Linked DNA regions of Mus musculus: region 1 is linked to region 2. Evidence: chromatin contacts called from public HiChIP or PLAC-seq data. All regions are on one chromosome and are shown on one strand. Each heading gives the region's core, a stretch centred on a gene start, on an enhancer-like site or on the middle of the called end of the contact. The rest is flanking DNA. Distances are from core to core; before and after follow the strand shown.

Region 1 (3,228 bases), core at 252-2,751, 110 kb after region 2:
TAAAGCCTCTAGATTATTATGTACCTCAATGTGGTTTTGTTAATTTCTATCCTGCCTTTTGAACTCAGAATTGAAACTTACAATTTGCAACCATCTTGAGAAAATTTCAGCATTGTTTCTTTAAATGCTCCCTTTTCAAATATTTTATTCTGTCTCTATCAGTCATTTTTATATTTGATATTTTGTGATATATTATGACCTAATAGTATTTGCTTATAAATTGCTTCAACCTATATTTAATACAGTATTTCAGAAAATTTAAAAGTAATTAAAGTTGACAGACATCAAGAAAATGTTGGTAATACGTTGTAATCAGACCTAGTATTGGAGTTTCTATTTTTGCACTATTGGAAAACATAAAATAGAAAAACTTCTGTAGGTGAGGTGACCAGTCAGAAAAAAGTAGTGACATTTCAGCTGGGTATTAAAGAATGAAAGTAAGTATGCTTGCTAGAGAAGGAAGAGACTTTTATCAGAGAAAAAGCAAAACCCTGGAATGGCTTTGAGATGTAAACCAGCTTTGCTTCTTGGGGAATGATGAGCCATTCACTGTTTCAGACATTGGCTTGTGAAGAAAGGAATGCTTATCAAGTGGTTCCAGATTGTGGGTATCTTTGATCACTATCCTCATAAGTGTGGATTTGAAATAAAAGTAGAAATTCGACTTTTGTTTGGAAAATTATTTTATGTGAGTGTTAATAGGACAAAGACTCAACCAAAGGAACAAATAGTCTTTTTTTTTTTTTTTTGGTCTGTCTGTTTGTTTTTTTAAGAAATTTAATCTTAAGGATGCTGTCCTGCTCCCAGGTTTCCCAATCTGTCTTTGTTTTATTACTTGGACAAGTATGTAACTATTCAGTAGGCCTTTGTTGGCAGCATCCTCTCATGCTCCAAGTGAGAAAATGTAACAGGTCAACTGGACAAAACTGGACAACTGCTTTAATATTACTCACGTGGTCACTTGGGACAGAACTTAGTCTTTTACATTTCATATATTTGGGGTATAAATAGGCCCCCATTAAAAAAGAAGTTAATGACTTAACTTACTAAGTAATGAAGGAATGATCTCAAGCTAGCATTGATTCTTACTAAGGATTACCTATGGAAATAGTAGATTTCCTCCATCAGTTTCAATCTTTTTGACTAGATAATTTAGAGGAGAATAAAAAAAATATCCTGAAAATTAATGGCAATTTTGAAATAGAATATTTTGTCAAAATCAAATTCATTTCATTAAATGCATGAGAAGAATGCAACGAGTAAATGAGGTATGAATAACTGTAAGATGGGACAATTACCACCTCAGAAACAATATATTTGTGAAGTTAATTCCTCTTGAACATGAACAATCCCCTTACACTTGACCCCTTCCTATTGCCTCTCCCATGCTTGAACTCTCCTTGAACTTTGAAGATCCATCTTGAGGGTATGATATGGCCATCTCTTTTGCATCTGGTTATTTTAACTCCAATTTGCAGCCCTAAAATGGCAATTATGGTGATATATTGCTCAAGTCACCCGACATGGATTAGTATCGGGATCAGCACATTTATGCACAGGAGTAGTGAATGGAGACTGTGGCTATGATTTTAAATGACTTGATTAATTCTGAAACAACATTTCAGAGTCCATTAGGTCCAGCAGGTGTTGGGGTGCACATTGTGTTTTTCCCCTAAGCAGCTTATTTGGTTAAAGTGCCAAAGTATTTTGGACTTATGTGTTATCTTTCCTAAGGTTTCTCTTCACTCTGCTAACTCCTTCTAATGCCCACCACCTCTGAAAGACATCCTCAACTTGTTTAGCCTCAATGTGTCTCCTTTGTCTGTTACTTGTACAATGTGTTCTTTTCTTGTAGAAGAACTAATTTGCATGACAGAAGTCCAAGTACCCCCTTTTGCTAAAAGCCCCTAACCACTCAGGTCAAAATCAGGCCAATTGTGCTGTTTATTCTGAGGGCCATTTTATCAGCAACTTGTGTCAAGGTTAGCAATGTGTCTACTTAATGTCTTGCTTCAATGCTTTCTTTACTACTCGGAATACATGTGCATGACACTATGCATCTCCCCTCTGCCCTCTACTCCATCTGGATGTCACTGGTCTAATAAAAATGTGTATGGATGGGTGTTACATTTAAGGTCTTTGGACTATTAAAACCTTAGAGTCTTTGTTGGTTTTCATTGAATCTAAGGTGACTTCCTTTGAAAAATTCTTACAATGGGCCTTTCATGCTTCATTAGTTCCAATTATTAACAACATAAAGAATCTTATAATGGGTATATAGTACAACATTTGTAGAATAATCTCAAAACATGACTCTGTGAATTGCCCCATTGTTTGATCCCCTGGAATAATGTATGTGTCTCTACCACATTGTGCATCAGCATATATTCTAGAGATTTGTGTATTATTTTCCTCAAGAGTCACATCTTGTTCTATCTTTATGCCTATGGCATCCTTATCCATCATCCGTTCATCTACTTAACACAGAACCATTTTATTGCTGTTATTTAGATTCTGGATTAACATTCAACTAAATACTTTTAATCACATGTACATACAATTTCTTGGCAGCCAAAAAAAGGGTAAATCATGCAATTTTATCCACTTACAGTTAATACTGTCTTTATAAAAATATTGATGGAATGAGAATATGATAAGTATGTAAACATTGTATAGAAATAGAAGAACAAACATTTGTTGGCCAGGATCAGTCTTTTTACTCTTGTCTGAGTAACCCACGGATGGTATATACTCTTTCTCATCATCAACGTTGAGATAAAACTATTTGTCCTACCCAATTTATGGAACCGTTGAGAAGGATTTAATGAAAGAATAAATATGAAAACATTTCGAAAACTGTTGAGATGATAGCAATTGAAAGTATCTGTTTAGGTTTCATATATGATATGTCATATATGAATAATATCACCAGTCACAGGAAATTAATGTTATAGAGTGATGCTTTCATTTTCTCTTCTTTCATTCCAGAAATCTAAGGTGGTTGGTTTTAAATGATAGGTGGTCATGTATCTCAAATATCTAAATGGATGCTGATCATTAAGTTGATCACTCACTGTTGAAGTAGATGAAAAATATTTTGTGCATGATATTTTTAAAAAATTCCATCATTTTGATAGTGTTTTAATTTTATACGAAATATATAGAAAAAGAAATATGTAGAAAAAGACTAAAATTTGCACACATCTTATGAAGTCATTGTGTCAAGTG
Region 2 (3,280 bases), core at 726-3,225:
AAGCATCTAATTACAGGGCTGTTTTGGCAAGCAGCGCTACATTCTGCCTGTTGCCTCAGCACTCATTGGATGGAACCCAGTATAACCTGATTAACTAAACATACTCTATCCATGTTCCTTCCCAGGAACAGAGGCAGGTAGAATGGATGGACATATAAAACCTCTCTTCACGTGTAAAATCTGTCTGTGAGACTCTTGAAAGTTAGAAGAAGAGAGGCTAAAGGTCCAACTTGGATAAGATCAACATTGTAGGAAGACTATCCCCACAAAAGACAAAGTAGTACTGTCAGAAAAGCTGGGCACTCGTAAATTTTGTTTATCTTCAAAATCAACAGGTTAACTCTTGCTCAAATTTCTGAAGCAGTTAAGAGGCATGTTTGTGAACTTGCATCTGACTCAACAACTCAAGATCTAACGTTTTATAAGTCCTGGTTTCAACTCCTTCAGATTTGGACTCAAGACATCAGAATGCAGAGGAGCACTGCTGGGTGGGTACAATATTCACAGCAGTCCACTTCTGGCCTGTCTCCTCCATCCCCACAGCAGGGCCTAGCTCTGATTTCTTAATTATGTACCAGAAGCACTGGGGAGATAAAGCAGTAATTAAAACTCAAATTGTGACATCCACTTGGTCATCCATTCAAACAAGGCCACAAAAATCCTTTCAAGGCAGTACAAAAAGAAATGGGATGGGGAAAGACTGTGCTGGAGAGATCAATAAACGCACACGTGGCTGCTAGTTGGGCAATTCAACAGCCCACACTGTGGGAAGCAGAGATGGCCACTCCAGTGACCTGGAGGGCTGCACCATGCTTCTGATAGAGCAAAAACTTTAGTACATACAGTGAGGTCTGACAGAAGACTACCCTGAAAACCAAAGCCATTTTTAAAATTTTCTTTTTAAACAGAAGCTTCTGAGACTCTCATTTTAAAGCTCTAAATCAACAAACCCATGTTGTTTGGAGGCTTCTAAGGTGTTCTGTTGGTCTGGCTGTCCCCTTTCAGAGTTCTTTGCTACAGGGTTTCTCCTACACAGCACTTTCCACAATTACTATTATGTAATAGTGTAATTATCCCTTTAGTGTCTGCCACTCAGGCTAGACCTCAGCAGCTTCATGGGAACGAGGACCATGCCTGCCTTCTGCAACTGGTATAGTGCCTATTAGCTAGCAGAGCCTCAATGCGCATTTGGTAGATGATTGAATGAATCAGGGCTTCCCACATACATATGCACAACAATGTGGACCTGTCTGCTATTGAATGGACATTCAGCTGGCCAACACTTCTGAATCCCCACAGAGCTGCCCTAGAAACACAGCTCAGGTATACAAAGCAAATAAGGTTCGGCCTTTGTCAGTAGGGAAGATTCCAACCCATATCCCCAGTGATTACCAAATGGAAAAAAGGATGTAAAAGCGCTTTGTAAACAGCAAAGGGCCAATGGAGAAGGGAACGATGACCACTGTAAATATCATTGTTATTTCGTGGATCAAGGGCCCGCGGAGGAGAGAGAGCAGAAAAAAGATAAAGGGCCCAAAGGTGAGGAATTGATGCGCACAGAGAATAGCGGAGAAAGATGGGGAGAGCAGACAAAAAGCGTGAGAGGAGAGGATGCGCCGCAGGGAGCAGCCACTGTACCTTTTGATACACAGTCTGGAAGGAAGGTAGGCCCGGTAGCCGTCGGTGATGTAGGGGTTGTCTTTGAGGGATACCGGGATCTGTTCATAGGTGTAGAGGCGGATGCCGCGGGGTACCAGGACCGGCCAGTATTGGTAGCTGCCCAGCTCGATGTAGTGCGCACTCTTCAGCAGCTTCTGATGCATGGTTCCCAGGCGCCGGCCCGGCCCCGCCTCCCCGGGGAGGGGGCTTTGCCGCTGGCGCCCCCGCCCCGGAGCCGCCGCCGCTGAGCCAGGAGCTTCGGCCCGCGTCTGCTCAGGCCCGGCTCCGCTACACACACCTCCGCCGCTTCAGCTCTGGACGGCCGCCGGCGTCGCAGCCTGGTCTGACGTCAGCGCGCCGAAAAGCCCCGCCCTCTCCACGCCCCTCGCCTTGGCGGCCCGCCCTTCCTTCGGGCTTTACCAGCAGGACCCGCCTGCCGCCCCGTCCTTTACCTGGCTGGAGAGCCCCCTAGTTCCTCCTTCGCCAGCCAGTCAACCTCTGGCCCCGCCCTACTGGGTGTCCCGCCCCTAGCCAAACCCTCTTAGCCGGTCCACCGCTAGTCCCGCCCTTCTACCCGGGCCGCCCCTAGTCCCGCCCCCATCCGGCCCGCCCCTAGCCCCGCCCTTCTGCTCTGCCCGCCCCTAGCCCCGCCCCTATCTGGCCCACCCCTAACTCCAATCAGGTCCGCCCATCTCCCTTCAGCTTCAGGTGAAAAATCCAAATCCAAGTACGACCAAATCCAAGTGATTCTTTTTTTTCTGTTTTCCATTAGAAGTGATATTTACTGTATTTTGAATAACAAGAAGAGAGTAACAGAAAGGTAAATAATTCAAGCTAACTTACAGCTGGATGGTGTATTGTTGATGAGATACACACAGAAGGGACCTTGGTGTGGATTTTTTGTTTTTGTTTTGTTTTGTTTGTTTTTGACTACTAGGTACATTAGGATTTTTTATATATTATATTTATTAACAAGTTAAGGTCGTATTTAGGACAAGACACATATCATAGTAATTCATATAAATATCTACCTATATACACTGATACAGCTGTGTGAACTGAGGAATTATTTTATGATGGCAAGGTTAAACTTGAAACTTATCTTTAAAGTACGTTTATAAGAGGTAAGAAATGTGATCATGTCTTCAAGGTGAGTCACTACTGAGTGAGAGTCATCTGGTAATTATCTTTGAGTTCAGGGGAAGACCATGAAAATGTAAATATATATATTAAAAGACCATAAATATTTTATTGTTGGACAGTTTATCAGTCGGGAAAGAGACTCATTCTGGATATCACCAATCGTTTTGTTTTAGTTCAAACTGTCTAACTCAGATTTCTTTCTTTTATAGAATACAATGATACTTTATAAAACTTAATGTTTTTCCATATAATATATCCTGATCACTGCTTTCTTTCCCCCATCTTCTTCCAAATCACTCCTACCTTCTCGCCATTGAAATTCCATGCCCTTTTCCTCTCTCTAGAAAACAGACAGGTAGTTTAAAAATAAAACTATGAAACAAATAAAACAAAGGAAAAGCACAATAAACACAAATGTACAGAGATATGTACACATAGAAGCACACAAATACAGACAACTCTATAAAAAACACAAAAT

The links. HiChIP or PLAC-seq counts read pairs in DNA pulled down with a chosen protein or histone mark.
Region 1: a contact with region 2 is called in an H3K4me3 HiChIP or PLAC-seq map of embryonic stem cells, with 4 times the contacts expected there. The contact joins the enhancer-like site here to the promoter of Paqr3 in region 2. A contact is called at or near these places in 1 of 484 Hi-C or Micro-C datasets (reprogramming fibroblasts), 4 of 115 datasets of contacts at active chromatin or transcription factors (differentiating embryonic stem cells and embryonic stem cells) and 1 of 9 other capture datasets (pancreatic islet).

Annotation. Positions count from the first base shown.
Region 1 is chr5:97,216,995-97,220,222 of GRCm38.p6, forward strand. No RefSeq gene overlaps it. Among named protein-coding and RNA genes, the nearest start is that of Gm33609, 87 kb to the left of the region's middle. Within about 2 kb of position 1,502, at least 5 of the 459 cell types and tissues checked have an H3K27ac peak or open chromatin away from gene starts, as enhancers often do. A contact at or near this core is called in embryonic stem cells, where this site is marked.
Region 2 is chr5:97,109,621-97,112,900 of GRCm38.p6, forward strand. It overlaps Paqr3 (progestin and adipoQ receptor family member III), which reads right to left and starts at 1,976. Exons shown (of 7, transcript NM_001359910.1): 1 at 1,639-1,976. The coding sequence starts at 1,823.